Linked DNA regions of Mus musculus: regions 1, 3 and 4 are each linked to region 2. The links are chromatin contacts, called in public HiChIP or PLAC-seq and capture Hi-C maps. All regions are on one chromosome and are shown on one strand. The core of a region is the stretch at or near the end of the contact, and the rest is flanking DNA. Distances in the headings are between cores, read along the strand shown.

Region 1 (6,121 bases), core at 3,300-5,799, 340 kb after region 2:
GATTAAATCGTTAGCTCTGCTGTAGGGAAGCAATATTTTGTTTTCCCTTCAATTAGAAGCTGATTGAGGTTTTCAGAGCAGGTCAGCTGTGAAATTTGAATTATATGTGTGAGTACTGCTCACAGGGTGAGCCCCTACTCGAAGCTCCCAGAGATTCTCCGAATGCTTCCACCCAGAGAGCCGGGAGGCAGGCACGCACACATAGTGCAGCTCCGGATTGTGTGTGCCGGTCGCCACGAGAACGGCTGGAACCGGAGCCTGACAGCCTAGACTTTATTTTCCCACAGGCGCTGTTACAAGCGGCTCTCTAAACTCAAAGAGAGTTTTTGCTTTTAACCTGAGAGCGACTTAGGAGAGCTCGGTTCTGTGAGATGCTCATAAAGACACTGATCGTCCAAAGTTCCTTATTTGCTAGTGACTCTCTTCCTTCGACTTTCCCCCCTTTATCCGTTTTGTTTCTTTCCCCTTTTAAACAAACCAGCAACAACAAACTAACCACACAAATTTGAATTTGGGTCCTTTTTGGTGTTTGGGAAGATCCCTCCTCCCCAAGTTAGCCCAGGCTGGGCCCCATGAAATCGGCTGAGAGGGCTTGGAGACGACCCAGGAGAAAAGATGCCCCCTTAGAGACCCGGGTCAGAGGCGCGCGCTGAAAAGCAAACACCGAACTGCGGGCCGTCAACCCTCCAGTGACGCTGTGGTAGCAGTAGTTGGGCGAGGGGCGCCTCCCGCCCCACAGGTGAAAGCCCGTGGTGCTCAGCTCCGCGAGGACAGAGAGGGTGGTGGCGGCCAGCAGACGGCGATCGCGGCCCGCGCCGCTACAGGGTCCACACTGACAGGCCTAGGGGCTTCGGGCCCAGTGCGCAGCCCTCTACTCCCTGCAGCAGGTCCTGAGACAGGGACTCCCAGCCTCTCAGATCCACTCTGCTTCCATTCCGCCCTGAATCTGCGCCTCCTGTTGGCCGAGATGGCCTCAAAGACCTCTTCCGACGTTCTTTATCTCTCCTAAGTTTTCTCTGCTGCTTCTTCCTCCTGCTGCTAACTTTCCCCTTTCAGTCCCACAAACTGTCATTTCGGTTCGCTAAAGATCTTTCTTCAACTATTCTCTCAGCCTTGTGAGGGTACATCAGAGCCTGCAAGCCTTTGCCCCGGGGAGCTCCCAGGAGACACCTCTATGTGTCCTCTGTCCTCCAAGTGTCTCCACCAGCCTTGAGAGAATCATGTTCTGAGCATGGCGAGGAGGAGATTGTCATCAGGGCAGATAATCTGAACCCCATATGAAATAATTTCTAGTCTTGCATGGTCCCCAACGTACCCAACTTGTTTGGAGCCTGAGAGACTAATGCTGAGCTTAAAAACCCATATATAGATGTATCAGAGCCAGCCTTCAAAAAGAAGGACAAGGGCTTCTGTCCACAGGGGCCCTCTCGGTCTCATGAGCACAAAGGTGTGTGTAAAGGAGCCAAAGTATTGGTTTTTCTATGTCAGGGGTTCGAGTTGAAAGTGTTTAAAACCCAGGACTTGGTTTATTTCAAAGTCAAGACTATTGTGCAAGAGTGTAGGCACATAATTTCATATATACAAGCCTTCATAATTTATCTATGAGCACTGACATATACAAGCACCCATGCCTGCACACAGAATAATTCCCACTAGCAATGAGCTGACTTGAATTTTTGAAGGATTATAACCATAGGTTGAATAAAAACTTAGCCACTTTGTAAAGTCGCTCTTTGGCATTCTGAGCAGTGGCACCATGAGATTTTTGAGTTGCTGAGAGAACAAAGATTGGTCAGTCAACAGTGAAACTAATCCCTTGCCTTGGGTTCTGGACTTTTCTTAGTTTTACTTGGACACAGTGCAGTTTTCAAATCCTAAAGAATATAGTTTTTAGGAAGGCAGCCCCACCCAGCCGTTGGGGAGATGGGAAGCAGACAGAAGTGTTTATCAAACTGGTTGTAGACTGTTCTTTTTGTGTCTGTGAAGCCATTGGGGAAGTGACTATAGATAGGGAAACAGAAGGAGACTTCCAGAAGCTGTCACTGACAGGACCCTCTGCTCATACCAGGATGGAAGGCACAAGGAGGTCTGGCACACCATGCCCACCACTGCTTAGTTGGCACAGACTGCAACCACCAATCTTCTCTGTCACTTGGCAACAGGTTACACCTGCATCTCTGATTTCATACTTCTGCAGGTGGGCACCCATAGGTTTTGCACCAGCTTGGACTTGCTTCTGCAGAATAGTTCCCAGAATGCCAAACACCAACATGGCAGTATGCATTGTGATGCCGTTTACCTCCTATTTAGATGTCCTAGAAAACAAGAGTAACATCCTATTTGGAAACAATGTTCAGCCCTATGGTAGGAAGAAATGAGACTGTTTCAAAGTCATCTATCCAAGTTTCCTAAGGCATAAAGCATTCCTGCAAAGCTCACTGGAGTGCAGGGTGTTTATAAAATAAATTGCCCCATTGATATGGAAAATAATGTGCCAGGCTTGATTTACACAAAGCATTTTCAGGGGGTCTTTGGCTATTTAGTTTAAAATCTAAATTGAAAAGCACAAGAAAGAAATCTTTCAATTGCTAAGTGGATAATATAGTTTATAATTTGTAAACCGTTTCCTTTATTTCAGTCTTGCTGACTTGCCCTAACACAGCGGATCTCCCAGCACACCCATCACCTCCTAAGTTATCCAAGGAAAATGGTTCTACGGCATTCTTAAACAATAGTCCTATTCGTTTTTGTTCATTTACAATGTAACTGATATTTGTAGGTAGTTCGTGAAACAAATCAAAAGATTTAATAAACTTGATGGCTGAAATAAGAAGGTAGCTGAAAACTAAGTTTATGACCTAGATGTTTATAAAAATATGAAACGATGTTTCCCTTCTAGCACAATTCTATATTATTTGATGAGTTTTCTAGTAAGTGCTGAATGGCCTGAAATGAAAGCTCAATCGGGCTGAGGGCTGTACTGTGCTGTAACAACCTGAGATAAAAAAAAATAATAATAAAATAAAATAAACCACTGTAATAATCATAGCAAGGGAGCAACGGCGTCAGGAAATTCACAGCCTCAGATGTTTTTGTTAGTGGGGGGGGGGGCTGTCATATGTTCACCGTCCAACATATTGGAACACCTGTATTCTTGCTATTATCCGGGTTATCTGTCATCAGAAGAGCCTCTGGATTACACGCGAGGCGGTCTGCAGGCATCTGACCAGGCTTGCTTTACCCACCAGCAACCTCCCGAAGCACCTAGATCTTAGAAGTAGAAACTCTATCCTCTCCCCTCTGTACCCCGCCCCAGGATATCTGAAGAACTTGTAGACTCTAAAGGTCTTTCTGGAAGAAGCCTTTACAATAACTCCCCCCCCCTTTTTTTTTTTGGACATGATGGTCTGATCCCAAGTAGCCTGGGGTGGGGTTGGAAATCTCTTATACATCCCGGAATCATATTTGTTCTGAGATTCATGGATTACGGCCATTTGTGTATGTCTTGATCATCCCCAGAACTGCCCTTTCTTTTTCACAACATACGAAGAAACAAAAACAACAACATACAAAAAGGCGGCCCTGTCACTGGACCTTCCAATTCCGTTTCAGCGCCCGCACCCCACCCCCACCCTCGCAAACCCGAGTTCACACGATTTTCAAAATCCTTTGGCAAACAGCTTCTGGGAGAATCGCTTCAGAAAAGCATAGGCTAGGTAGGTATTCTTTTGCTGTTTCCACAAACTTCTTTTTACTGTCGGAGTAACAAGATTCCAGCTAGATCTTGGTTTTGACCTTCGCAGAAATTCAAGAGGATATAGAGTAAATTGGCACCTGACTATAACACTCCGCTCCATTAAAAGACACCCCCTCCCCCAAGAAAGTTCGGGGTAGATTAGGGAGCTAGGAGCGTAGCACCACACAAAAACCGCTGCACCTCTTGCCACGGAGACCCGAATTATAGATCCCGAATCTGTAAAGGCCTTTGCAGGCTCTGAGAATGCACCGAGCGCCAGGGGTGGGAGAGACTGAGCCGCCCCGCTTGGCCTGAAACCCAGCAGAGGTACTTTGGGCCTAAGCCCCCCCCCCCCGGGAGGATCTCCCCCGCACCGCTGTTATTCTGCACTCCCGGCTGAGCTGAGTGCAAAGTGAGGCCTCTATCTCCAACTTTCCCCTTCCCAGCGGGCACAGAGTTGGCTGGCTGGGGACAGGGGAGGAGCTGGGTCTCCAATGAGCGCATTTAAACACGACCCAGGGCTGTATTCCCCCCGCCTCCCCCGACAGCGATTCTTTCTTCCTCTGGGTTTTCAACCCAATCGTTAATCATTCGGAGCGCGCGGGCGGGGAGAGGCAAAGGGGGCGAGCTCTGGGTTCGCCGCCGCCGCCGCCGCCGTCGCCGCCGCGCGCGCGCGCTCAGGAAGCAGTGTGGCTGTGACCCCGCCCCCCCGCGCCCCCTTTTCCCCCTCCTTCCTGCCCTTGTTCCCCCCCTCTCTCCTCCTCCACCTCCTTGCTCCGCCGCCCGCGCCCAGTGTATCTACTCCCTCCCCACGTCACTCGCCAGCGCGCCATGCAAATCACCGCCGCCGCCGGTTCCCATTGGCCGCGGCGCGCTCATTTAATGGCAGCCCGGGCCCGGCGTATGGCTGCTGGGCCCCCCGCGCCACCGGCCCCGCGTGCGCCTCCGCTCCGAGCGCACGGCCTCGGGCAGGCAGCGGACAGCTTGTCCTGGGCACAGCGGCACAGCTCTCTGGCTCTCTGCTCGCGTTGGCACTCCCACTGCTGTCCCTAACCCCCTCCCTGGCTGCACCGCGATCGCCCCCTCCGAACCCCCCTCCGAGTCCCCCTCAGCGCCTGGCTCCCCCCAGGCACCTGGGACCAGCACATGCCCAGCGCACGCGGCGCACCGCCTTGCTAGAAGTTGCGGTCCCAGAGTTGGAAGCCGCCAAGGAAGCCAGCACAGGAACGGAGACTTCGAGCCGACAAGAGGAGGCAGCGAACCCTGCGTCGGGCCCAGGGGCACCGCTTCAGACCCAGAAAGTGGAGCCTCAACTTGGCCACGACTGCACCTGTTTGCACAGTTCAGCCCTGAGTGACCGGACGGCAGCAATCAACCTGGCCATCGGCCTCTTTGGCAAGTGGTTTGTGCACCGGGAGAAACTTTCCACCTGCGAGCTGGACCCGCGCTAAGTGCGTGTGCTTTTGCCTCTTTTTTGTTGTTGTTGTTGTTGTGGCCTCCACCCAACCCCCTTCTCTCCGCTAGGCACCCACCGCACACACACCCCCCCCCCCAGTCTCTCTGGGCTGATCCTCTCTCCACCCACCCACCCCCACCCGGCCGTCTATGCTCCAGGCCCTCTCTTTGCGGTACCGGTGAACCCGCTAGCCGCCCAGATGTACAGCATGATGATGGAGACCGACCTGCACTCGCCCGGCGGCGCCCAGGCGCCCACGAACCTCTCGGGCCCGGCCGGGGCGGGCGGGGGCGGCGGTGGGGGCGGGGGCGGCGGCGGCGGCGGGGGCACCAAGGCCAACCAGGATCGGGTCAAGCGGCCCATGAACGCCTTCATGGTGTGGTCCCGCGGACAGCGGCGCAAGATGGCCCAGGAAAACCCCAAGATGCACAACTCGGAGATCAGCAAGCGCCTCGGGGCCGAGTGGAAGGTCATGTCCGAGGCCGAGAAGCGGCCGTTCATCGACGAGGCCAAGAGACTGCGCGCGCTGCACATGAAGGAACACCCGGATTACAAGTACCGGCCGCGCCGCAAGACCAAGACGCTGCTCAAGAAGGACAAGTACTCGCTGGCCGGCGGGCTGCTAGCGGCCGGCGCGGGTGGCGGCGGCGCGGCCGTGGCCATGGGTGTGGGCGTGGGCGTCGGGGCGGCGGCGGTGGGCCAGCGCTTGGAGAGCCCAGGCGGCGCGGCGGGAGGAGGCTACGCGCATGTCAACGGCTGGGCTAACGGCGCCTACCCCGGCTCGGTGGCCGCGGCGGCTGCGGCCGCGGCCATGATGCAGGAGGCACAGCTGGCCTACGGGCAGCACCCAGGCGCGGGCGGCGCGCACCCGCACGCACACCCGGCGCACCCGCACCCGCACCATCCGCACGCGCATCCTCACAACCCGC
Region 2 (5,570 bases), core at 3,025-5,524:
CCTAGTGAAGATGTCTTTTGGCTCTGAGATACTGTGTTTATGTTGTGTGAGATTTGGCCCAGAAGCAAATTCCTGGTCTGTGCCTGGCCACTTGAGGGTTGAGGTCACAGTACTTACAGGGAGCTGTGTTAAGACTTCAGGCCTCCACCAGACACAAATCAAATGCTTTCAAAGCCACGGGTGGCTTCAGCCCTGTGCTGCATAGCATGGTACTGGGTGTGGTCATTAGTGTGGAAAGTTCTAGAATGCATTACTGTTCCAGGGAGAATTGACTCTGCAAGCTGAGTTTCTAATATACAACAATACAAAAACAACCTTAATCCTTTTTAGAATCACGGGAGTGCTTTGGTCGGAACCACAGAGCGTTAATTCAGATGAGTGGTGTTGCACTGGTTACATGATCAGAAGTAAAAATGGTTTTGCCATCTCAGCTCTGGGACATGGAAGCCCCGTGTCCTCAGCAGTTAGTGTGGCATCTCTGATCCTGTCTTCCCAGTCAAAAGGAAAATAAGGCCACATATGACAGGCTTCCATGAGGGTGTGAAGGCGTGACAAATGTGACCCGCCCAGAAGCTCTGCACAGCCCTCGCTATGAGCCAACAAAACGTGGCTGTCAGCCTGCGGATTACTAGGTGTTCGGCTGGTATGGTGTTAAAATTGAAGCCATGGCTTTTATTTTATTTATTTACTGACTTTTGAGACAGGGTCTCTCTATGTAGCCCTGGTTGCCTTGGAGCCCTCTGTGTACACCAGGATGGCTTCACACTACACGTAGTAAGGTCATGATTTTTAAAGCCCGCTTTGAGGGGAAGGTCACGGTATGTGGGGACATTCCTTTTCTCATTACCAGGACAAGAGTAACTAAGGAAGGGTCTTTCTTGTTTGTTTGTTTGTTGAGGCTTGTGGCTTGTGGCTTGAGGGTACAGGTCTTGTATCAGCGCAGGCATGGCAGGAAGGGTTTAAGAAGGATGCGGGTCACATCCTACCCAGTGGCAGGAAGCAGAGTGATGGATGTTGTTACCGAAATACAACTTTCTCCCTTGTATTCAGTCTGAGACTCCAAGTCGAGGGACAATGTCATTCACATTCACAGTGTGACTTCCCCCACAGATACTGTCTCTAGGGACACCCTCAGAACCATGCCCATAGAGACACCCTCAGAGCCATGTCTCTAGGGACACCCCCAGAGCCACGTCCCTAGGGACATCATCAGAGCCACGTCCCTAGGGACACTGTCAGAGCCACATCCAGATGTGTGTGCCTGGAGTGGTTTCAAAGGCAGTTAAGTTTACGACAAAGGCTGACCATGGTGGTGAGCTACTTAGAAAGGCTTAGAACTGCTACCTCCAGGGGTGACTTAATTTAACCTTTGCGAGCCATCTGACAAGGAGACAAAATGTTCTAGTCTTTGGCATAGAATTGAGACAGCTAGCTAGAACTTGAACTTTGTGTTTATGAAGCTGGGGCCTGGACTGTCTCTGTTTTGCCCCCAAGAGCAGCTGAGAGCGGCTTGCCACACCCACTCAGAACATAACCACATCTAGCAGAGTGGGAATGGGTGGGAAGGATGGGGAGGTCTGGGGCCTGGGCTGAGGACTTTGCTCCTTGACCCTGACAAGTGAAGCAGGTGGAGTGTGAGACACACTGATCCAGTGTGGTCTGGGAAGAAAACTGGTCATTGCTGTTAGGTAGACAACAACCCAGGAAGGCTTTCTAAGGGTAGGACTTCCGGATGGAATGGAGGCTTCCCTGACTTTTCTCTGAAGATGCCAGTATAGAATTATATCACTTCGCCTTCATCCAGTGATCTTGAGTGAATGGCCATGATTAGCTGGTCTGGTCACCAATGGTCAATGTTCTGTTTACAGAGTTCTGCACACTGATGGTCTGTGATAAAGACCTTCTCCTTGGCCCTTCCTGGGCCAGGCATGAACCTTCCCCTACTCTCTAGCTAGTGAGAGCAAACAGAAGAGTGTGTTCTACTTCCTGAATAGATCTTTAGAAGAATGAAAGGCTCTGGACAGGCCTTGTGAGGGCAGGCGTGACTGCAGCCATCATGGGCCATGGGCCATTCATTGGGAAGTAGCTACTTCTTAGAAGTTTCTAGCCTTTGATGACCTCATGTTCTAACTCATTTCTGTGGCTTCTTATTGCACCAGAGCCACTGTTTCTCAAGGTTTGATGTTATTCCCAGCTAAGACTGATATGAGCTCAGACCCAAGGTGGGAACTTTTCCTAACATGCCAGAACAACTGGGCTCCTGGGAATAGGAAAGGCAGCCTGTGGTAGATGAGGGATCCCTATAGGTTCCCAGGGGAAGAAGAGTACAGCCTTGTCTTTGCTGCTGGATGCACACTCTACACTTCTCAGATGCTTCTTGGGGCCGACATAGTTTCTGGTAACTTAGTCATCTGAGAGAGCCTCAGTTGCCCTGTGGGAGGATAGTGACTTACTCTGGAAATCAGCCTTGAACACTGAGTGTCTGGCACAGACCAACACCAGTCTGTCCAGGATCCTGTTCCTGGAGCTGTAAGGTCAAAGCTCACACTGGGCAGAATCAACCACTTGTCTTTAGGCACATCTATGAAAGGATATCTAATGGGACATGGACACATTGTGAACAGGAACAAGAGGCCCAGTGCATTTCAGTCCATCTCTGGGGTCCTGATGTAAGGTTTATGTTTAAATAGAAACAGGATGCATGTATAACTAAGCAGTCCTACCTATCATCATTATCATCATCATCACATTATTATCACATCATCATCACATCATCATCACATCACCATTACATCATCATTGCATTACCATTACATCATCACATCACCATTACATCATCATTATCATCATTGTTGTTGCCATCATCATTGTCATTGTCATTATCATCATCACATCATCGTCATCATTATTACATCATTACATCACTGTCATCATCATCACTATCATCTTTGTCATCATCATCACATCATCATCATCACATCATCACATCATCACATCATCATCATCGCATCATCATTACATCATCATCACATCATCATCATCATCATTACATTATCATCATCATCATCGTCATTGCCTAGTTGTCCATGTAGCCTGTTTTGCAACTGTAAAATCTCCCACTCAGATCTGCTCCCCTCTGGCTGGCACCAGGTTTCAGCCTCTCCCATGACACAACATGAGATCCCTAGGGCAATTTTACTTTTACCTTTTTGTTGTTTCAGTGTTTTGAAGACTGAAGAGAGGGGTACATCTGTCTCCCCAGAATGTCTTTACTCCTCTGAGGGTGCTGATGGCTACAGCACACAGCCAGGGACAGAAGGAAGAAGGGCCCACTCACTGCCCTGCCTTGTGAAGATCTTATTCTTGCTCCCTTGTCCTCTTTTGTTTGTGGCCATCCTCCTGCCTCAGCTCCTCTGAGGTCTTGTTCTGTTGGTTTTTGTATTTACACTAGCTATTGGGAGTCTCCAGCCCCTGTCTGTGGTTGAGAACTGGATGCCTGACATGGGCTGAGTTAAATGCTGAGACCTTTGCCTTTGACCTCCTGTAGATTGAAAGTCGCCTCTGTAAAAATTATAAATGTCTAATGGGTTTTAAGTAGGCAGATAGTCCTGGCATTAGGTGTTACCCTGTAGGTTGCCAGTGTCACTGGGCACTAGGGTCTACTCTGTCAGGACCTCTCTGTGGGCTGGGGTGGACATGCCACAGACAACTGTGTTTGTAGGACGCTGCCCCTCCCCCCTTCATTTAAACAGAATGGCTTTTTTTCCCTTTAGACACTGGGACTTTTGTTATGTTAATGAACCAGGGACCATTTCCAATTCAATTTTACCTGGGCCTGGTCAGCTGAGTCGCTTTGTTGGCATCCCCCTGGGACCTTCCTTGTCTTTTAAACTGTAATTTAGTTGGAACGGTCGTCAATTTCCTCTGCTCATTACATTTGCTGGGTATCACAGATATTTAATCGAGCCCATGTTCCAGGACCTGAAGGGATTCTGAAGGGGCTGTGTCTTCCCTGAGTGAGCCAGCGAGGTGACCACGTTTCTGTCACCCCTGTCTGTGGTCTGGCCCTTCTTCTGGCTTTTGGTTGGTTTTCTGAGGGATCTGGCCCTAGAACCCGCTTGGTTGAGGGCTCCATAATTGATTAGCGATTCCGGTTAGGTGGACAGGCCGGCCAGCCTGCCAGGCCTGCACTCTCTCTCACAGTCCTGGGCGCAGGGGGACTCTAAGCGACCACCTGTAAACTCCCTGCCAGAGCTCTCGCATCAGACCTGCTGTATGATTAATTTTTATCAGAGTCACCAGCTGTCGTGGAAGTCCCAGCAGTGCAGTTTCCTACCCTCATCCATCCACTCCCAGCTGCGCTGGACCACGCAGGCCCCCAGCCTGGGAGCTGGGCCTCTAAGCAGGTGCTTGGTGGGCACAAGACAAATGCCCCCCACCCCCACTGTTTCCTGAAAGCTAGGACAAGCTTAACTGTTGCGTGGCTGCATCCAATTGAGGTCTGCAGGCACAGCGGCCTGGAAGCCAAGCGTCTGGGTGGTTCTCCTTCCTGCTGTCAGGAATGAAGCAGGAGCTTGGGATGGGGCCAAACATGGTAAACTGAGGCCACAGCCAAGGATGACTGAGCACTGCAGCACCACAGAAGCACTTGCCTTCCTAAAATATGGGAGTGCAAACCGGAAAGAGCAGAGCAGGAGGATGGGACAAACTGACAGAGAGAGAGACAGAGTCAGACAGACAGAGAGAGAGAGAGAGAGACACAGAGACAGACAGACAGACAGACAGACAGACACAGACAGGAGACAGAGAGACAAAGAGAGTCATGGAGAGAGACAGACACACAGACACATAGACAGACAGACAGACAGACAGGCAGGCAGGCAAATAGACAGATAACATCCAGACAGGGAGAGAGAAAAGGGGATAGAGGGATAGAAAGAGAAAGACTGAGAGATAACTGAAATGAGAGAGAGAGAGAGAGAGAGAGAGAGAGACAGGTGGACAGAGTCAGAGTGAGACACACAGAGAGATACATACAGAGGAGCCATAGGTTAACAGACACAAAAGGATACAGAGAGGTGTGTGTGAGAGAGAGGGAGAGAGGGAAGGAGGGAGGGAGGGAGGGAGGGAGGGAGGGAGGAAGAGAGAGAGAGAGAGAGAGAGAGAGAGAGAGAGAACTGGAGGAAGGTGCCGAGTCAGCAGCTCTGTGGTAGAACAGGCTACTTCCTATGAGTGTCACCAAGAACACTGACCATGGGCCCGGCACCCTGAGAGCCTCTGTCCTCAGGTCAGCCACTCTCCTCTCTTCCACCCTGGAATGCAGTACTATGCTTAAGCTACTCCAGCCTTAGTGGCTACTGTTGGTTCCTTCCTGCAGAGGGGAGCCAGTGCTAGAGGATTTTAGAAGATCCTGAGCCATTGAATAGAGCTCCCAGAAAATGGGGTCTCTCCTTCAGCCTGTCCTCAGGGTTTCTGTCACCCTCTATTCTGGCTTCAGTTTCTTGCTGCCCCTCACCAGAGAGCTGCATCTAGTCTCTCTTGCAGGGTGCATGTGATCTCAGGCAATATTC
Region 3 (5,940 bases), core at 169-2,668, 380 kb after region 2:
CCCATCTCCACTACCAACTGAGAAGGCTACAGACAAACCCTAGCAATTTCTCAAAGAATGAAGCAAGCCCTTGGGCTGCATTTACTTAACATACAAATGTTAAAACTACCGCTGTGCAGGTTTGCAGCAGGTGGCTGTGCAATGTTCTCTCAAGGCCATAGGAAGCAGCTACTGCATTGCCAAGAATTCCACCCTCATCCTCCACCTGCCACCAGCTTCCCAGGCCTCCCTGTGTCTGTTCTCAGAGCCGGGAGTTGTAGAGGGAACAGGGCTGATGGCAAACTAAGTCATGGTCATGCTGTGGTGGTGAGAGGGTGAAACGCTATACTTGGGTATAATTTGATGGTCTTCTTCATTGTCATTGTCATCGTTGTCATCATCTGATCAGGATTCTAGACAAGAGCATCAGCTCTGCTAGTGCCACGCCGGAAGTGATTCTCCTCGTGAGCAAGCAGGCCATGCCACGCGCAGGAGGCAATGCTGTGAGCTCATGGTACTAGACATGTGGTCCGAGGGCTGAAGGTGAAGCCGCTTTGCTTTCAGCCCCTGCTCCTTGCCTGGGCTCATTTTCCCCTGGACCCTCCTATGTGCACAGTGTGAAGGGAATTACCTATTACTTCAATTATTTGTTTCTTATCAGCTGATGTTAAACTACAAGGATTTGCATTGAATGGACACAAAGAAAGAGCAAGTCACGGCACATCGCCAAATGAAAGAGTGATGTTCTGGTGAATTTAGCCGAAATAATTTACTGCTATAAAAGTGGGGAAGTGGAAGGTACAGCCTTTGACCAATAAATCCCTGCTGCCCGTGAAACCCTTATCTGGTCCCCTCCGATACATTCCACACAAGGAAGCCATCATCATCGGCTCTGGCTTGTTATTTGTAAACCTTGATCTTCTGCACTTGCTGCCCTAAATATGGGTAATTAGCATCAGTTTATCGCGCTTCTGCATATTTCCTGCACTCTCCAAACACGCGAGCTTCCATTGGCTGCCGTTCTGCTACAGGAGATTATGAAGACAGATTGCACAGAACGAATGTGCTAAACCAGATTAGGAAGGAATAGAAATAGCAACTTGGCCAATAAATTCCTCGTGAGAGCCTTATCACGCAATTACACGTTGACTAGCTTCACACTCTCCCAGCCTCTTAATCCAGTGCCCCCACCAGGAATAAAATTTCACTCATTTCTGAATTGCCGCAGATCCTCCTGACTTGTCGCTGAGAGTGGCTGGAATGAGTGGGGTTGCAGGAGACATGGAGCCGAACTTTACAATGAAAAAAAAAAAAAAGTAAACTTTGATTGTCAGCGTGGGTGGCTTGCGCGAGTTGGGATGTTCAAAGTGGCTCAGAGCCTCTGAGTGAGCATGTACAGTCTGGGTTCCCAGTCAGGTAACTTTGCTCTGAGTCCCACATTTCCTCCTGGTCTGTCTGAAAGGGAGGGCTTCCTCACTAGTCCGCCGGCCGCTGCGAAGCATGGTTGACTGCAGAACGGTGCGCCAGCTGCAGCTCCTTCCGGTGGACCTGAAAGTAGCCAGAATCCTCCTGATTAGCAATTCTGGGACACTCCCTCCACCTCTGTAAGTTCAGTTCCCTCCTTGCTCAGACAGGCTGTCTCTCACACCCTCTCAAGTGCTCTAGCCCCCTCTGCACATTAAGGTGTATAAATAGGAAAATTCCTGCCCACTCTGCACCGTAAGGATTGCAACCAAGAGCACTGTAATAGGGCTGCTACAGGAGGAGCTTGATTCTTGTTCCTCCCTGCCTGTTAATGTTATTCTCCCCAGGGCTTTATAATAAGTTAGGTATTTAAAGAGGCCCATTAAGCCTTTCGATCTACCAGGGGACTATTTATAGCACAGAGCCACAGTCAGACATCATGAGTACCCCCCACGGAAGCAAGGTACGGCAGCAAGAACCCCACAGGACTGAGCTTCTCTTGGCTAGAGGGCATACATGGACATCTGGATCAAACAAGAGCCGAGTAGCTGTGCTCCCAGAAAAGACTTCCTGTTCAGGGTGGAAGGAATTCATTAGCTATGAAAATCCAGAGCCATTGTGAGGCAAGTTTTTAATGTGTCCATCACAATATGGCCTCTGCTTTCTATTCTCTGGGAGGTTCTTACGGGGCTTTGCTAAGTTAAGGGTCTCCTGAGTGATACAGAGAAAGGGTTCTAGTTTTCCTTTCTGAAACTTGAGTTCAGATCAGCATCCACAAAGTAGACACTGGCGGTGCCTCTGTCTACAGGGACACTGCACGCACTGTTTCTAGAACCTACTGTGGCTTCCCAAGGAGGAGCCCTCCCTTGACGAGCAGCCATCCAGAATCCAGGTATACCTGGACCTTGAAAAGGATGGTTTTGCCTTTTGCAGGCTGTCTGGTCTTTTGTTGACTGGTAAGGATTTTGTTTTGCAGAGAGGAGCCTTCACTAACCTTGAGTGGGAGAGAATCAGCCAGGGCCTCTGCGGCACATGGAAATACTTGTCTTAAGTAGTTGGCTCTTAGAAATCACAGCCCAGATGCCTGAAGCAGAAGGAGAAGCACCTGTAGTGGCTGTCACCCTGCAGGCACCTCTGTTACTGGAGTCACCAAGAAACGGTATTACGGGAGTCTTGGAAGTGAGAGTGCTCCTCTAAGGAGAGACCCAGGAACCTGTTGCTAAGGGGCCAGCATGCAGGGTCCCTGCTGGGCCTGCATAGAAGGAGCCCGGTGCTTAGTGGTTCCTTCCTGAAGCCTAGGCTAAGGATTCTATATGGCTTCATCCTCCGCTCTACTCAAGCAAAGACAAGCTTCAACTGCTGGGCCTAAGGCACATGGAGCTCAACTCAACAACTGGGAATGGAGGACCCCTCCAGAGACCCAGAAGACCCCCGCCCGGGGGGGGGGTGACATCAGTTGGGGAGCTATTAATAACTGCCCTCCCCTCCCTGTCATATTTCCTGAACTGGTGAGCTTTGTGGAGGGGTGGAGTAGGAGGGAGCCGCTTGCCATTAATCTGGGAACAAACAGCTAACCCCGGTGACTGGTATTTTTCCTTTTCTTTTCTCACTTTTCTCAGTGTGGGGAAGGCGATTGTGAGGCGCTCTGCTGGAATTTGGCAGCGCGGAGGCTTGGAGAGCAGCCCCATGCTGGCTCCTATTCAGCCGGCCAGTTTTCCTCGAGCTTTGGAAGTTTCACTCAGCCGTGCACTCAATGGCTTCACAAAGCTGATTACAAGCTTCAGCGCATTCCTGAAGGAGCCAAAAGCGACGCAGGTGCAAACGAGCCGAGGGAGCCCCTTATCCCGGTGACAGAATGGGACAAGCTGGGAAAGGCTTGGACCACACAAATCCAAGGCTCACCAGGCAGCAGAGAGCCTGCCTTGGGAACCGGGGGTCATTATCCGCCCTATTCAGCGGGACCGGGGACCCTGGGGCCAAGGAGGCCGGCCGGGCGCAAGCGCCACCGCCAGTACGCGCCTGCAGCAGTGGGGACCCCGCTGGGCGTTGCAACCCGTCGGGATGTTGGGCGCTGCGTTTGTTCCCACCGACAGCGGTCAGCGAAATCCATCCTGCGGGTGAAAGCCGGTGTCCAGGCTAACCGGGATACAGGAGAAGGAGGGTAGCGAAGATGCTCAGTGCGTGGACAGTGCGTAACTTTGGTAATCGAGGCCGCACTGACGTGGTCCTGCCTCAGGCCACTCTCAGCCCCATCCTATCCCTGCTCGGGCCCGGTCCCCCTCAGCTTGTCTTCATTTTTCGTCTCTATGAGTCATACTGAGAGCGACCTTCAGAAAGTGCGGTGGGTGGCGGTGGGTGGGTGGGTGGGGGGTTCAGGGGCGGGGAATACTGGCTGGTAGCCCCGCAGGATCAGATCACCAGGTTGTCCAGTGCACCCTGCGGGGCAGTGGCGAGCCTGGAGAGCCGCCTCTGCCTGGGAGAATTAACGACGTCACAGCCAGAGACGAAAGAACTACAGGTCGCGGGGACAGGCTGGCTCCCAGGGTAGAGCTTGCAAAAGGGACGAGCGTGGGACAGACTGAGGTGGGACTGTTGTAGTTCAGGGGCCGGCCGATCCGGCTCCGTAGGCTGCCCCTATGTCCCTCCCTCGCCCCATCCAGGCCAGCACAGCACGAGTAACGCCAGCCTAGAGCCCTCCCGCCGCGTCCTCCCACTCCCGGCCCCACGTCTCGAAGCCACAGCCCAGCCCCACGCTTTGCCCGGCTGCACCCCGAGGTGCCCGCGTGCAGGGCGCGGGCCGGCAGGGCGCGCTTGCCGACGCTCTTTTGTCTGATAACTAATTTGAGTTAATGCGATCTTTATGTAAAGCTAACAGCGGATAATTGTCTATTTTCTCGCCAACAGTCTCCATCACAGTCACTTATCTGGAAACCTGCGGCTGGATTAATCGCTATATTCCCAAGATGAGCGGTGCTGCAATCCGCAGTGAACACGGGTGGGAACACGGAAGCTTCCCCTAGGTTCTTGCGGGGGCCAGCAGCTGGCCAGCTCCCTGCAGTGGATGCTGCACAGTAGCTAGCACCTGTTTGGGCTCGGGTTGGGGGTCTACGAGCACTTAGGCGCACAGAAGATGTGGAAGAGAGGAAGGAAACAGGCCTGTGGGGACTCCGGCCTGAGAGAGGTTGATTAGCTCCCAGTAAAGGCACAGAACTGCCTATATAAAGAGCTTTTTAACCTGAAAATGATGCTGCTGAGTCTTCAGACCGTGGTCTATTCAGATGCAGAAAAATGTTCCCTCCCATCTTGATCTCCCAGCCTCACCCCTACCACACCCACAGCTACTCCTTAGGCCCCTCCCCTGGAATTTTCTCCTTCGGGATCCTGGTCCTACAAGGGTTAGTAATATTTACTTAGGAACTGTGGGCGTGGAAATAAATCCTAGTTGTTCAGCCCCTTGCCCTACCTGTTCCAGTTAAAGACGGTGGGTTGTACCCAGGCAGTGGTGGCGCACGCCTTTAGTCCCAGCACTTGGGAGGCAGAGGCAGGCGGATTTCTGAGTTTGAGGCCAGCCTGGTCTACAGAGTGAGTTCCAGGACAGCCAGGGCTGTACAGAGAAACCCTGTCTCAAAAAACCTAAAATATAAAATAAAATAAAATAAGATGGTGGAGTGTGTGGTGCCAAAGCTCTAGGGAGAATACTTGTCTACAAAAACTTTCTCTGCTGAGGTCAAAGCATCAGCTTCGAGGGAACTACCACTTGGTGTGTGAGGTCTCTGCGCCTGGGCAACGGTGTCTCTGTAGGTGTGAAAGCTGGGCATCAGCTTGTGACAGCTTTAGGCCACAGAAGCCGAAACTGTGCGCCTCCATTTTGTCAGCATATTAAACATCCAAGAGTGACCACCCATTGGTCCATCACATTATTAGATTGTTAGATTAGGTGGTACCCCAGGATGCTTCTGCAACAGCCTCTGTAAGCTCCTCTTAAAAGTCTCCTGGTTCCTCCTCTCCAGCAGCGAAAGCAAACATGTGAATCTCTGCAAAGCAAGCCGAGCTAAGGTTCCCAGGACAGTCATCCTCATGCCCTCTGGAGGCCTTCCGGCTTCAGCTCTCACCTGAGTCCTGTCACCTCTGATATGTGGACAATGCTGAGCTGGACAGCCCCTGGTCAACCAGGCAGAACAGTCTATGCAAATGCCGGAGGGCAACCCTGGGAACAGTGCACCCATTGTCCGGGGCCTTTCAAAGCTGGGAGCAGCTGCTCAGACTGGCCGCCCTGGACCCTTGGCTGCCAGAGTAATGTCATCATTGCAAGATGTAGACTCTGAAAATTATACGACCCGAATTCATGAGCAGCCTTGTCTTGAGTGTTTCTGTCTGTGACACATTTCAATGTCCAGAGCTGCTTCTGTTGTTGGGGACCGGAGGAGGGCATGGGCAAGGGAAAGTTTGCAGTTTCTTACTAGAGGGTTTGAAAACTTTACAAACTAGCCTTGGCTT
Region 4 (5,777 bases), core at 1,492-3,991, 490 kb after region 2:
TGATGCACACCTCCTACCTTCATAAGATGGTCCCTGAAGAACGTCTGCATGCTACTAGACACTGCTACAAACTCTAGGAGAGCTGCAACCTGGGAAAGCCCATCATGGAGGGGTGGCCCAAGCTAGGTTCTGAGAATGAAGGTGCAGGTAGAGAAAGGACCACAGGGGCTGGGAGGTGCATCCCTTAGCATACAGCAGCCGAGGTAGGGGGATAAACACTCTGTCTGATCTTGGCATATGTCTACATTAGGATGTAGTGGGAGGAGCTACTGCCTCTCCTGGTCCAGCTGGAAGGCAGCAACCATTGATCAGAACATCCATTCTGGGTGCTGGATCTGTGAGCAGGGTGTGGATGTACTGGCTCAGAGACACACATCCTCAGAGGTAGTTATAGAAGCAATGTCTGTTGAAGCCTCACATGCCTTGCCCCTGCTTCTGCTCTGCTTGTGGTACCTGGAACCTGGTTTCTAGGCTACAGGACTTCAATTGCACCCCAGTTCCAGGTGGCTCAACAAAGCCAAGCCATGAGATAGGTGTAGCCAAGCACTTTACAACAATGGCTTCTTCAGCTATTGATGCAGAATGGAAGTGGGCCTCTGTGTCTCCAGGGCTACTGAATGCCTGTCTCTTAGATGGCTAGGAGAAAAAAGCGTGTGTGTGTGTGTGTGTGTGTGTGTGTGTGTGTGTGTGTGTGTGTGTATTTATGTGCTCAGTTATATATACATTATATGTGCTATATACAACTGTATATACATTATATGTCTCCTGTGTGTGTTTGTGTGTGTATGTGTGTGTGTATACAAATCATATGTGCATTTAACATGAATGTGTATTATATGCAAGCGCATATGTGTCCAACTGTATGTATTATACACACATGCATGTATGTATGTGCATGTACATGCTATGTACATACATTTATCCATTTCATATGTAAATATATGGATATGTAATGATATATGTAAATATGTGTGTATATTTATCCATTATATATCTATTATGTGTTCCATTTAAAGGCTAGATAAAGGGCAGGTGTTAACTCACCATCTAGCTAGCAAATTTCCTAAAAGAATAAACAGAAATTCAGAACAAATCCCTTCTGAGGAGTGAACCTCCCAGACCACCTGTGAAGTTTTGTGACCGACAGTGGACACGCAATGACCCTACCTGAGTAGATTCCCTGTGGACAATGGCCATAGATTCTGAGGCCCTTCGCCTCCACTTTGCTGCCTGACCCCAGCTCATCCGCACTCTGGCTTTACTGTGGAAAACCCTTCCTGGCCTGCCCAAGCTCCTGCTTTCCAGGTAGGCCTCCAAGGCATACCATACCGGCCAGGAGCAGCAAGAGCCATTCCATTGTCCAGAGTGTTGTATTCTCTGCAAAAGGGGGCGGGTGGCGTGACTCTTGGGTCCGAGCAATCGTTCTCAACTGCTATCCTGAGGCAAACTGAGTCCCGAAAAGACACGCTTGCATCCAGATCCAAGATATCTGTTGGCACATCTGTCTTTGCAGACTTCCCTGGATCAGGTGAAGCCAACCCTGGATGGAGTGAACCTGTCTTAGTAAGAGTAGCAGCCTGGAAAAGGGGGAGTCTGGACCACATGCCAACAAGGTCCCTTCGTATCCAGGGTTTTCTTCGAGCGGAGGGCAGGCTAAGGAGGAAGATTGCAAGCTCAGCCCCTCCCTCATCTTTCACTCCGACCTCCGCTGTCCAGACCTATGTGGGCAGCAGCCTTGACACTTCAAACCAGTGATGGCCTCATGGCGTAAAGGCGGGTGCAGCGGGTGAAGTTGGATGGAAGTGTTTGGAAGGGAAATAACATCTCATTTGTTTATAGAAGTACTTATTAACGAAAGTGGCCCCAGCAGACTGCGTTACTTCATACAAATGTTCACGTGCGTCTGCCAGTTCTCAGTCTGGAGTCGAACCTGCTTCCATGGATATGGCTATATGGGGAAGGCGACTGTGTGATGTCCGTAATTTAGACCATCTGTGGTGGCACTCGATGGTTTACCTGCAGTGGCGTCAGGTAAGTCACAGAACACTTAGGGCCCAGAGACTGTAAGAGAGTAAAGCGGGACAGAGATGAAACCCGATCCTTTTATTTTTGAAGGATAATTTATATTAAACACCAACTTCCATGACTAAAGCGGAAGCTTCTTTGTATCTCCATCTGCGTTACTGTAGCTTTAGCACAACGTTGTCAGTTTCTTCTGCTCTGAAGCCCAGGCGCTCAGCATTTTAACACCACCCTAGGATAAGGGTTTCAAGAAGTTCGCCTTCCTGGTTCAGAGAGAACTGCATCTCCCTGTAAAAATTTTATTTTGCCATTATTGAACTTTTTTTCTTTTTAAATCATCTTCGTGCCACAAGACACAAAGTCCAAAATATTTCTGTTCCTGATTGTCAGCCTCTTTTCTCGGAGATGGGGGAGAGAAGACAGAATAGACAAGTTGTTCTGTTGAATCAATACAGTGTATTATCACAGCAAGATCATAATTCAGGCCACAATACCTGTGTTCTCAGAGCGCAGCGAGGAAGTCCGTGTGTGGAGAGGCGCTGCGGGCGACTAATAGCAATAGAGTTGTCCAGGCTTGTCTTGAGTCGGCAGAGCAGGGGCTGACGTCGGCACACAAAATTGAGGCAAGCATAACTCCCCCTCAGCAGTCCAGATGGATGTGGAGAACAGGTCTGTTATAGGCGTTGCAGCTTAGTGTCCATTGAGACCCTGAAGCAAGCCCTGGCTTCCCTCAGGACAGGAACAATTTGACTAACAGTGGCAGCCATTAAGGAAGCCACAGACAGGGCACCTCCCTCTAAGCCTCCCCCCCCTCCTCCTCTCCCTCTCCTTCTCCCTCCCCATCCCCCTCTCCTTCCCTCCCTCCCTCTCTTCCTCCCTCCCTCCCTCTCTCTTCTTTCCACTTTCCACTTTCTTCTCTCTCTGCCTCTCTCTCTTCCTCTTCCTTCTTACCCTTCCTCTCCTTTTCTAGCCCTGAGTTTCCCTCTCTACATGCCTCCCCTGTGGCTGGCGTTGACCAGTTTGCCCCCTCATCTGTCACCTGTGGTCTCTTTCCCAGAAAGAGTTTTGTAACAACAGAAGAGATCCCAGTTGCATACACTTTACATTGTGTGCACAAAACAGATGCAGAACTCTTGGACCATTGTAATGTAATGCTCAGGCCCCTGGTCTTTAGAACTGAACCTACACAGTCACTCCCTGCAAGACTCGAGTGCAGACCCAGGACAGTGAAACGAGTCACTAAAGGTCACACTAAAGGTGCCTGCTGCCAGGCTTCACGACCCAAGTTTTATATCTGGAACCCACATGGTGGAAGGAGAGAAGCCATTACCAAAAGCTGGCCTCTGACTTCCACATACATGCTGTAGCACATACATATATCCAACCACCTACTTAATAAATACATGTCATAAGTTTATTCATTACCACTACTGTTATATTTTAGGGTTTTGTTTTTTTTTTTTTTTTTTTTTTTTTGAGACAGGGTCTCTCCATGTAGTCCTGGAACTCAGTAAGCCAAGCTAGTGTCAAACTCAGAGATCTTCCTGACTCTACTGAGTGCTAGGATTAAAGGCACGTGCCACCATGCCCTGCGTAATCATTTTTAAAGCAAACGCAAAGTGAACAATGAACAGGTTGCCTGCCAGCCAAGACTTCCCATACACCCAAATTATGCTCAACCATTGCCAACAGATCTCCCTTGCACCGCTAGCTAGAGCCTTCCAGGCAGCTGCGGTACAGGGGCCTGCCACAGGCAAAGGGGGCCCAGTCAAATGACCCGGTCATTCCTGTCTTCACATATGGAGCCATCACAATGTCTCTGGTAGGAACCAGTCTATGTAGGGACCAAGAAGGGATGAGGATCCTATGGAAAACCACAGACAGCTTCCAGCCGTTCTCCAGGCCCTGTGAGGTCCAGCCAGCCAGTCATGGAACCCAGAGTTCCGCACAGGTCCCCAGCTCCCCAGCTCACTGTAAGTATGTGAGATAGGCTGTAAGTAGAAATTAGGACAGAGCCAGCCATGTGCATGGAATCTGGTGCTCACTCTACGTAGGACACTATGGACAGGAAGCAGAAAAAGGCAGCAGGTAGAGCAGGTTGAGGAGAACTGGGTCATTTTCAATTACAATTTACTGGGGAGTGGATGGGCGAGCCTGGGCTGTGTCTCACTTTCATACTTACCTGAGCTGTCTGTCTCCTGTTTGGCCTCCTGGTCTACCTCAGGCCTGCCAGCCTACAGAACCCAGCCTGGACCCAGCAGGTTTCCACATGTCCACCCACCCACCACTCCATCCACCCACCCACCACTCCACCCTCCCACCCACCACTCCATCCACCCTCCCACCACTCCATCTCCACCCACCCATCACTCCATCCACCCTCCCACCACTCCATCCACCCACCCACCACTCCATCCACCCTCCCACCCACCACTCCATCCACCCTCCCACCACTCAGAGCCTCCTTTATGCTTCCTTAGTCAAAAGCTTCCTGGGCTCTTGGCCCAGCATCTAGGTGCTCCAAGGACCTCACAGCCTCCCCTCTACAACCAGGGGATTGTGGGATACTGGAGGAAGAAGGGGACACTGATGTAGAAAAAGAAAGATTCTGTTGACACATGCTAGGGCAGAATCTAGTCTTGGGAGATACCCATGGCTCACAGAAAGGAATTAATTTTAATTAAAGCTGCTAAAAGCAGGGACGAAGAAACCCAGGTTAGGATGTGGCAAAGCTCTTCTCCTGTCTGTGTGCCACTGGTTGGGGGCAGCTGTGGGGCGGGGACTTCTGGAAGATTTTCCAGCCCAGGTCTAGTCACAGCAGGAAAAGACACCGCTGGGTCTTCGCTCTTGTCTTCAGTCCTATCCCAGCCGCTGTGTTTCTGGAACGTCCCCGACCTCTCTTCAGAGTCCATTGTGCTCTTTGCTCCCAATCTCCACCTCAAGTTACCAGCAAAGCTGCTCCAAGCCATGTTCCACAGGAGAAACAGGGACTTAGAGGTCAACCCAGGGTGTGTGGTCCCCGCAGGGCCACATAAGGAGACACATCCTCTTTCCCCCTTCTACTCCCCTTCTCCTCCCCCATCTCATCTCCCACCCACTTCCCTCTCATCCCCCTCTCTCTCCTCCACACCCCCACTCCCCAGAACTTGCAGGCTTCTGTTCAACTGAGAGAAACACTTGCATTGGTTGGATGTAAATTATACATACCTATTTGGAGAAACTGATCAAGACAGAGTCACTAATCCTGTGAAGCCCCTAAAAGTCAGGGTGTGAACCTAGCACACTGCTGAGTCCTGGGGCTGCTATCAGAGGTAGCTGAGATACCAGAGGCCATCTTGGTTACAATCACAAGGAACAGACCACACCCCAGGGGCTCACCTCACCTCATGCTCAGTTAGAGATGTATGTTCCTAGAAACTTGTTCTGTCTGGAGCAGAAGACCCCCCCCCCAGCCCATCCTTAGCAGTTTTAGGGGCTTTAATTTAATTAACTTTAAAAGGCCCAGAGCATATTGGTAAAAGGTACTCCCCCGGTTACAGCCATAGGACTATTAAGAACCTGCCCAATTATGGGGGAGGGGGCGACCCCTCGCACCTGGTAATTAAAATTGCTAATCACCAGCAATTATCCAGCTGAGCCTGGGCAGGGGAGAGACCATTTGACCCTTTACCCACCGAGGGAACAATGTTTGCGGTCCATTGCCAGGCGCTCAGCAAAGCTGTCCCCGGCCCCTGCCTATTAAGTGCCTCTAATAG

Evidence for each region. HiChIP or PLAC-seq counts read pairs in DNA pulled down with a chosen protein or histone mark. Capture Hi-C pulls out chosen DNA fragments and counts their contacts.
Region 1: a contact with region 2 is called in an H3K27ac HiChIP or PLAC-seq map of embryonic stem cells, with 4 times the contacts expected there. The contact joins the promoter of Sox1 here to the enhancer-like site in region 2. A contact is called at or near these places in 2 of 39 promoter capture datasets (embryonic stem cells and liver), 3 of 484 Hi-C or Micro-C datasets (cortical neurons and embryonic stem cells) and 12 of 115 datasets of contacts at active chromatin or transcription factors (craniofacial prominence, embryonic basal ganglia, embryonic forebrain and 6 more).
Region 3: a contact with region 2 is called in an H3K27ac HiChIP or PLAC-seq map of embryonic stem cells, with 5 read pairs. The contact joins two enhancer-like sites. A contact is called at or near these places in 1 of 484 Hi-C or Micro-C datasets (bone marrow-derived macrophages) and 5 of 115 datasets of contacts at active chromatin or transcription factors (embryonic basal ganglia, embryonic forebrain, embryonic midbrain and 1 more).
Region 4: a capture Hi-C map of embryonic stem cells shows a contact between it and region 2, with 3 times the contacts expected there. The contact joins two enhancer-like sites. A contact is called at or near these places in 1 of 15 datasets of contacts at CTCF or cohesin (the NIH/3T3 cell line), 4 of 115 datasets of contacts at active chromatin or transcription factors (embryonic basal ganglia, embryonic stem cells and forebrain) and 1 of 9 other capture datasets (embryonic stem cells).

Annotation. Positions count from the first base shown.
Region 1 is chr8:12,390,970-12,397,090 of GRCm38.p6, forward strand. Sox1 (SRY (sex determining region Y)-box 1) reads left to right here and starts at 4,550. Exons shown (of 1, transcript NM_009233.3): 1 at 4,550-6,121. The coding sequence starts at 5,392. All of the region lies in intron 1 of Sox1ot (Sox1 overlapping transcript), which reads left to right.
Region 2 is chr8:12,047,242-12,052,811 of GRCm38.p6, forward strand. No RefSeq gene overlaps it. Among named protein-coding and RNA genes, the nearest start is that of Gm33029, 190 kb to the right of the region's middle. Within about 2 kb of position 4,275, at least 16 of the 459 cell types and tissues checked have an H3K27ac peak or open chromatin away from gene starts, as enhancers often do. A contact at or near this core is called in embryonic stem cells, where this site is marked.
Region 3 is chr8:12,427,088-12,433,027 of GRCm38.p6, forward strand. Sox1ot (Sox1 overlapping transcript) reads left to right here. Exons shown (of 8, transcript NR_027975.2): 5 at 2,420-2,951; 6 at 3,063-3,644; 7 at 4,348-5,336. Among named protein-coding and RNA genes, the nearest start is that of Sox1, 35 kb to the left of the region's middle. Within about 2 kb of position 1,419, at least 12 of the 459 cell types and tissues checked have an H3K27ac peak or open chromatin away from gene starts, as enhancers often do. A contact at or near this core is called in embryonic stem cells, where this site is marked.
Region 4 is chr8:12,542,645-12,548,421 of GRCm38.p6, forward strand. No RefSeq gene overlaps it. Among named protein-coding and RNA genes, the nearest start is that of Spaca7, 28 kb to the right of the region's middle. Within about 2 kb of position 2,742, at least 5 of the 459 cell types and tissues checked have an H3K27ac peak or open chromatin away from gene starts, as enhancers often do. A contact at or near this core is called in embryonic stem cells, where this site is marked.